Regions from separate parts of the Anas platyrhynchos genome. Here region 1 is linked to region 2. The links are chromatin contacts, called in public Hi-C maps. All regions are on one chromosome and are shown on one strand. The core of a region is the stretch at or near the end of the contact, and the rest is flanking DNA. Distances in the headings are between cores, read along the strand shown. Region 1 overlaps LOC101803283 (a long non-coding RNA gene). Region 2 holds the start of IGFBP5 (insulin like growth factor binding protein 5).

The links. A called contact is a pair of places that touch in the nucleus more often than the background predicts.
Region 1: a Hi-C map of liver shows a contact between it and region 2, with 2.2 times the contacts expected there. The contact joins the enhancer-like site here to the promoter of IGFBP5 in region 2. A contact is called at or near these places in 3 of 8 Hi-C or Micro-C datasets (liver and skeletal muscle).

The regions. Positions count from the first base shown.
Region 1 is chr7:7,371,217-7,375,552 of IASCAAS_PekinDuck_T2T, forward strand. It overlaps LOC101803283 (a long non-coding RNA gene), which reads left to right. Exons shown (of 4, transcript XR_005267291.2): 4 at 1-1,427. Among named protein-coding and RNA genes, the nearest start is that of IGFBP5, 180 kb to the left of the region's middle. Within about 2 kb of position 2,690, at least 2 of the 8 cell types and tissues checked have an H3K27ac peak or open chromatin away from gene starts, as enhancers often do.
Region 2 is chr7:7,196,123-7,200,294 of IASCAAS_PekinDuck_T2T, forward strand. It overlaps IGFBP5 (insulin like growth factor binding protein 5), which reads right to left and starts at 1,514. Exons shown (of 4, transcript XM_027461440.3): 1 at 1-1,514. The coding sequence starts at 225.

The DNA of each region.
Region 1 (4,336 bases), core at 1,440-3,939, 180 kb after region 2:
CGTGAGCATCATCTAAAAATTAAAAATAAAGAATATAAAGAAAATAAAGTCATTCTGTTCTTTTTCATCAGGATATACACAATCAAGTAAGTTGCCTGACTGTCATTACGGCATAGAAAATCCGACATCTGTACAAGTGATGAAATTTCATAACCTCCCCTGTATAACCTTGCTTGATTTTGACACTTGTGACTTATGATAGGTTTAGAGGTCAACCCTGAAGCGTGAGTATTGTTTCAATCATGCTGCTCCCTCTCATGAATTACGTTTGCAAGGGCTTGGTCACAGTTATCTATGCAACAAAGAAATATTGTAGTAGGAGTTGTAGCATGGTAGGATAGTTACTGTGGTGATGTAGTTAAAATGCCTGGGAGAGAGATTTTCATTGTCAAAAACTCTCCATAATAAAGTTTAATGTAGTCCATGGGACACTTTTTTTTTTTCTTAGGATTTATGAGTGGAGCTTGGTGAGTGATACATATTTTGGTCTGGTCACCAAAATGGAAAATCAGAAGGGAAAAAACAGTCTCAACCAAAACAATAATCTTCTGAGGTTTTGGTTGAGAAGAAAAGGCTGATTTTGGATCTGACTAAATGTTTCATTGCACTGAAAATGAAAGGCTTTTTACACTTCTTCGTAGCTTAGATCTTTCATTTTTTTTCCTTTGTTGCTTTTTAAATGCAATGTCTATTATTAATTGTGGAGTCACATTTTAAAACGTCTCTAAAAGTTATATTCTGAAAATGTCTGAGAAATCTTGAAAGATGTCAATACTGATATGTTCCTTGGTCAGAAGTATTCACCACACTCTGCCCATTTTGGTGATCTCTTTTAGTTCTACCCTAACACCATTTTTTGGCATATTCACTATTATTATTAATAATAATAACAATAATATCATCACCCAGCTGTGCTTAGAAGGCCTGGGCACCAGTCCCAGATCTGCTATGACAAATCTTTTCAACTCTCTGGGCTTCTGTTTCACCTCCCACTCTTTGGCTCTCTTATCTAGTTAGATTTAAAGTAGTAGAGTCAGGAGCTCTCATATACTGAGTCTCTTCAAGCAGTGTTTTTTTGCTCCATATTCTCCCATCTACCAGCCTACTGTAGGGAACTTGGAAGTGTCTCTGCCTCTTAAGAGAGCTAGCTACATGGTAGAAAGGAAGAAAAATCAAATAATAAAGTTTTTTGTTTGCACTCTGCATGCAGAGATTACATTGTTTGTCTGGAGAGTGTGTGTGAAATCAAACTGTGACCATAAGCACTGCAGCCAATTTTTGCTCACATGTGATTAATTTATTCATGGAACAGAAGACCTGAAACTATATAATATACATCCAAAATGCTGGTTGCAAGCAAGACCAGCAAGGATCTGAGGGGACATGTGTGTAAATATGGGAAATAAATCTGAGAGAAGGGGAATAAAAATGGGCTTTTTTTTTTTTTTTTTTTTTTTTCTGCAGGATGCTGGTTTAGAGAGGCCTTACTGCATAATAACATATCTCCGAGTGGAGAGAGGGACTACCTGCACTTTTTTGACTTGAGTCTTTCTCCATATCTGTCCAGCTATAGTGGAGGTTGGGGAGTGAGATATATGTGGGAGAGGGAACCAACATTAAACAATGCTTAGCTTTAGGATAGATTCAAAAGATGCCTGACTGCCTCATCTCTCCCCTCTGTACTGTATGACTTGTCAATGTGTTTGCAGAAGGGGCTTGGACCTGCTGCATAACACACTCTAAATCATGATGCCTTGGCAAGAAGCTGCAAGAAGTTTTTGCGGAGCAGGAGAGTCTGTTTGATAGCAGGTAGCAGGGTTGACCTGCCCTGGGTCTCAGACATTTTTTTCCTGACTGTGCTTCTCAGAAAACAAGCTTAAAAATATATATTTTTGGTGCCAAACTGCATGGAGGGTCCACTTCAGTGGGTTCTGTGACTTATCCCAGCTGCCTGGAGCAGCGGCTTCTGAATCCTGCTTCCCATATTGCCTCGGAAGCGCTGGACTCTTAAAATGAACAGAGCTCGTTTATGGATCTTCAGCGCTGGCTTTGCGGGGGAAGAGGGAGGGGGCTGCCTCTCCAGAAAGGTTGCTGTCCAAGAGGCTGGGAACGGAAGCAGGTTCACTGTGGTGTGAACAAAGGCCTGCAGGCACACCAGAGAGCATCTGCTCGCCAGCTGATGGTAGTGCACCTGCTGAACAAGTGCAGCCGTGCTGCTCCCCTCCCCTGCCCTGCTCACTGCCGACCCAAGGCCAGGCTCCCTCCCCAGCCTTCCTTGTGCTAACCCTGCTGAACGCCAGTACCAGCAGAGCACCTGGCAGGAGGCAAAGCAGCTGCAGAGACTCTGTTGTTAAAGATGTGACAATGGGGTGAGAAGCTGCTCTAGCACAGGGATACATCTTCCGGATATTTGCCCTGATGAAGAGGTTTTACCTGAGCCTCTGCATCCATTCTGAAGCATGGACCTCAACCCCACAGTGTCAGATGGTGGCTGCCTGTTAATTGTTCGCAGCATTCCTCCTGTGACTGGTCACCAGGCCTGGCATCAAAAGGGTGATTTTGAGCTGAAGAAAACTCTTTTGTGGGTTCTGTGCTAACAGTGACTGAAACTTGCTACTGGTTCATTTCAACCATATCCACCGAACCATAACTCACTACTGCATACAAGTTCAGCAGGAACATTCCCAAAACCCCCGTAGAAGAAATTTACGGTTGCTCAATGCTCTGTTACTGGCGGCCACAACTGTGTGCACTCCACATGTCTTTGTAATCACTTAATGACTCATTTCCTTAATCTCTCATTTCCTATAGCCTTATTACAAGCAATTCATAAACCCAGATCCATAGCTGTTCCCTGGCTGTAGTCAGGAAGCACTGAACCGACTCTGCATCTGGTTGGTTGGCCGAAGTACCCCTCTCTATTCCCCTCTGAAACTTTCCACTGGACCCTGTCTTTTGCTGCAGTGACACCTACTGATGAGGTAAGAGTGTATTAACTACACGTTCCCTTGTTGCCAAACCCAGCCAGCAACCACTTCCTGGCTCTAGCCAGATGTTTCTGCTCTTCTGGAGCAAATTTCGCACTACACCGGGAGAAGTTTTGCACGGTCTTGACTTTAATGCGTCGGTGGCCAGCGGACCTGAACAGAGATCAGTGCAGCAGGAGGAAATGACTCTTCATGTCCAGGTTTTCCCATTCAGCCCTCAGCGAGCCATCAACCAACTGATGGCCTTGGAAAGCAAGACTTGCAAGAAGGTGTTCCCTGGCGTGTTGTGTGGCATTGTCATGGAAAGCATCAGGAAGAACAACCAGCATGCTTTTAGTTTCCTCTACAGGTTTCTTTTTGCGAAGAAACAACTACTTCCAGGAAACTCATACCCTTGATGCCTCCACATAACACTTGTGATGACTAGAATATGGGGGTTGGTTATGAAATCAGCCTGAGCTCCACTGCTAGATGCAACCAATCTCAATGATATCTTTTTTAGTGAAAAACATTTTCCTTCCAAACCCCAATCTCTTCCATAAACAATTCTTTGTAAAATTTCAGCTTAAGTCAAAACACTACAAAAATGACCTGTAGAACCTGAAGAAGAGGTGGGATAAGGTCAGTACTCCAGCAGTGTGAGAAGAGAGTCAAGGAAGGGGGGAAAGAAATAAGGACACTTCTTAATGTAGAGCCTGGCTTTAGCTCAAATCATCATGAAGTTTATCCATTCCCCAATATGTCTAGACATTGATTCAAGGGACAGAGCATAATAAAGGAATTAGGCTAAGCTAGGTTAGGAGGAAATGACAATACATTCCCCAGTCTCCTCCCTGCTTTGAGATCCCATCTAACATTCACTGAAGGTTTTCATCTTAAAACTGAAGCAAGGCAGCCAGGGCCAACAACAGTTGTGCAACAGTGCTGTAAATCCATGATCTCTGAGCCTGTGTGTGAAGGAAAGCGTTACAGGAATTGTAAGAAGGCTTTGGGACATAGCAGGTCTGCATAAGAAGAGGGTTAAATAAGAAGCTCTGAATCTCACTAGAAAACATGGCTATTTTTTCAGCCATTGATTTGTAGGGTTGGAATGCCTGAATACCAATTTCCCTTGTCTTTCTGATGGAGGAGCAATGAATCTTCTCCAGCCACCTCCTACTTCACCATCAACACAGCACAAAATGGGCAAATACACTAACAAAAATGAACTATCCAATGCCTCCAAAGAAGTTTGTTGAGCATTATAAAGCAAAGCAGATTCTGTCTGCTGGCCAGCCATAAGACTTTCACTTACAGGTTCTCCTATTAGAAAGGACATCAGTTACTTGTGACTCTGAAACTAGCTACAG
Region 2 (4,172 bases), core at 264-2,763:
CCCCCGGGCGCAGCGCTCGGTGTAGACGCCGCAGGGCTGCCCGGCGGGCAGGGCGCAGGTGAGGCAGCAGCCGCAGCCCGGCTCCTTCACCAGCTCACAGCCCAAGGGAGGAGGAGGGCAGAGGGACAGAGCTTTGCCGTCGCAAGGCTCGCACTGCACGAAGGAGCCCAGGCACCGCGACAGCCCCGGGCAGGCGCCCAGCAGCACCAGGAGCCGCAGCAGCATCGCGCCGGGGTTAGGATGCTGCGGGATGGGATGGGATGGGGAGCCTGGGGGGGGGGAGATGGGGGGGCGGGCGGAGCTCGCTTCCCGCTTGGCCCCCTCCGGGGGGCTCGGAGGGGGGTGTTGTGGGCTCGGGGGGGTGCGGGGAGAAAGGAGAAAATCGGATTCAAAAAAGAAAAAGGGCGCAAAGCGCAGCCCCCGCTTGCCGGCGCCCCAGGCTGGGGGTTATTGGGGTGCGGGAGCCTCCCGCTTCGCTTTTTTTTTTGGCTGCGGGGGGGGGGGCGGCTAGGTTTGCTTTGGGGCTTTTTGTCTTTCTTGCTTTTTTTTTTTTCTCCTCCTGCCGGCTTTTTTTTTTTTTCTTTCTTTCTTTCTTTTTTTTTTTTCCTCGCCTCGAAAAGGGGGGCTTCTCACCGCAAAAAAGAGAGGGGGGAGGGAAAGGGAGGGGAGGGGGGGAAAGGGAGAGAAGCGTGCGGGGGCTGCACGGGGGGCTGCAGCCCACAGGTTGCGGGGGGAGCAAAAAGGGGGTTGGGGGGGGGGGCCGGAGACTTCACGCACTCACTCACACGCACACGCACACTCTCCCCAAAGGGCTGGGAGGAGGCAGGTTGGGAAGGGAGCAAAGTTCCTTGCAAACCAGTGTCCTGCTCCTACTGCATCAAGGCAGTCAGGAGAAAAAGAATAGCAATAAAAAAAAAGGAGAAAAAAAAAAAAAAGCCCGCAGGAGAAGGAAGAGGGGATGCAAAGCTCCCCTTCCCTCCCCCCTTTTCTTCTGCAGGAGGAGAAAAAGTCTCTCCCGACGCAGCGAGCTGCTGGGAAGCTTGGTATGAAGCAAAGTTGTGTTTCGATCGGCTCTGTTCAACCTCCCGCTTTCCTCTTCCAAGATTTGCAAAGGCAAAAAAACAAAAAATCAAAATCAAAAAATAATAAAAAAGTGGGAAAAAAGCCCCCCCCACACCAAAAAGGCAAAAGAAAAAAAAAAAGGCAAAAAAAAAAAGTTTTCTGCAAAATTAAGGGTGGTTGGTTGCAAAGTCTGCAGAGGAGCGGTAAAAACGGGGGGGAAGGAAGGGGGGAAAAAAATAAGAAAAGAGGTAAAAAAATAAAAAATAAAAAATCCACTTTGTAGATCTCCCAACACTTTTCCCCTGGAGAAGTTTCTAAAGAGACTGAATACTGCAGAACAGGCTGTCTTTTAAATAGACTGCCCCTGGCTGCCTGCCAGCCCCTAGCTGCAATTTGAGATCCCAATGACACCTCAGCTTGACTGGGTGCCAGCAGCCAGGGCCCTATCAGTGCACACTCGAGCCGGTGGGGGTGGGGTGCGCAGCTTCTGACTTCTGGGCTTCAAACCCCGGGCAGTGATCAAGGATAATATTATGAGGAGAGACAAGGGGAGGAGGAGGAGGAGGAGGAGGAGGAGGAGGAGGAGGGGGGAAGGGGAAGGCGAGGATGGGGAGGGGAAAGGCAGGGGAAGAGAAAGATGAAAAAAAAAAAAAGAAGAAAAAAAAGTTGAGATCTTCACAGTTTAAAAAAAAATATATATAAAAGGATAGAAATAGAAGGAGAGAAGTGGTTGCAATGGGGTTGCGGGGAGCCTGGGAGGGAGAGATCAGGGTGCCGAGTTTGGGGAGGGAAGAGGGGGAGGTGTATTAATAGGGCCTGATCCTGCTGCTCTTGGGGTGGAGACCCCCGGCCCCTTGCCCGGGTGGCTGGGGACCCTCGGTGAGGGGGGAGCGGGTGCGTGCGCCCCACCATCAGCTCCAAAGGTGAGATTGGCAGGGAGATGGCTGGGTGGGTGCCAGGGAGCTGCTTTCGCCCACCCTAATCCCAGGAGGTGCCTTTGTGTGTGCGGTGTGCCCAGCTCTCCTCTCCCACCCACCCCAGCCTGGGCAAGGGGTGAAAAGGCGGGGGGGGGGCTTTCCCCAATGCCAGGCTGTGCCCCCAACACCCCCAAACAGCAAGGGTTAAGGCAGCCGGACAGGGAGCAGGAGGGAGGGCTGGGCTGCTTGTAAGAACTGTGTTAGATTCCTCTTTGGAAAAGTTCGCTGTTGCTCAGGGCATGCCAGAAAACAAGGGGAATTTTGCCATGCGAAGTCCAATTTGCACGTTTTAGCTCATTCTTCTGCTGCCTCTTGCCCTGCACAAATTGTGTGTGTGTGTGGGGGGGGAGAAGTTTAAAAATAAAAAAAAAAAAAAAAAAAAAAAAGGCTTTGCAATGCTCATCCTCTGTCCTGGACAGCTTGCGGTTTGCTGCCTTTTGTTCCACCGCTGCATTCCTCAGCGTTACAGCTCTCCGGGCCCTGGTCCTTCGCACTTGCCTCCCTCAGTGCTCATTCATTGCTAGGAGTGGGGAAGCTGGAAGCGTGGCAAAGGGAATCTCCAAAATTGCCTGGTGTGCAGCCCCGTGGCCAGCCCAGGCAGCTGTGTGCAGGGATGTTACACCTGGAGGAGCGGCTGGGAGATCGCTCAGCAGCACCAGCCCAGGGTTATCTACCAGGGAAGGCATCAGGCAATTCTGGGCGAGGCTCACGGGCAATTCAAGTCACCCCCCCCCCCCTCCTTCCACACATGCACACACTCCTCCAGAGCCTCATATTCCCCAGGTTTCTTTTTAGATCAGGCAGCTATGCGGCTGCATTGCATGGATTTTGCCACTAGAATGCACCCTTATCTATGGTAAGAGGACGGGTGCTTGCTTAAAAGCTTTAACTCTTTCTTCACCAAAATTTCCCTGCTTAAGATTTTTTTTTTTTAAATTTTTTATTATTATTTTTTTTTTCTTTGCACATCTCAGGTGTTCCTTGTTTTACTGCCTTCCTACCCCATGGGAGCTCTGGAGTAAGGATCAGCTCCCTGCCGTCCTTTTTTGACCCCCCTCCCTTCAAAAAGAAGGCCACATTTCTGAGCTTTTTTTTTTTTTCCTTCCTCTTTCTCTCAGCCAGCAGGTTTTCCAGAGGTTTTATTTGATCATACCTGAATCCCTGCTTAGATCCCAGTTAACTGCTACCAAATAGGCACCCCTAAGGTAAGAAAAGCAAACCCCTTTGGATTTTATCTAGAAGCATTGTTAAATGGTTTCTCCAGTTGACACTTATGACTTTTACAGCATATTAATTGCATCCTGCTGCTGGTTTTTATGAGGCTCTGCTGCTGGTCTGCCTGGGTGCCTTGCAGAAAATAGCAGCGGGCAGAGGAGCACTTCTCACCTGGAGATTTGGGAGCGCTTTGTGAAAGGGCAGGAGAGAGCTGGCTTTTCCTTTTCCTCTCCACCACCCTGTAAGAAACAGAGAGTCCCAAATAAGCTCTGCTGCGGAGACAGCAAGAGTATGGAGAGGGGTGGCGGGGAGGTTTCCCTCCCACTCCAGCCTGCAGGACACGAAGCGGCGAGGCGTGTAGGGAGCTGCCTCCGTGCAGCCCAGCTGCAAGCCCTGGCACAGGAGAATTGGGCACGGCTGGATCGCTACGGGGCAGGGATCCTGCGAGGCAGCCCCAGGGAAGCTGCCCTAATTTCGGGCTGCCTGGGAGCTGTCTCCCGGGCTTTCAGAGCAGGCCACATCCAAGTGGTGTGAAGTTGTCCTGAGGCCACCCTCGCTTCCCTCCTACGCTGAGCTGCGAGGCTGTGCCGGGACCTTCATCCATCACAGTGCACCTGGAAACTCTGTCAGATACTCAACCAGGGCAAGGTAAAGTTTTAGCCAGGAGACGTGCCCTGGTAACAGGTTTTCTGCCCAAATATTGAAGTGGCCTTAACTGTGAGGATCCATCCTGCTGAGCCCTGGAGCAGGGATGGAGTTGCAGATGACTGCTTGGTGTGTGCCATCATGCTCCTCACAAGGGCTGGCTTCTTGACATTTGTGCTGATGCTCCAAAAAACCCCACAGCCCTGGGAATAAAAGACAGCAATGGGGCAGTGTACAGCTGGTCACGAGCTGTAGCAGAGCCCACGGATCATG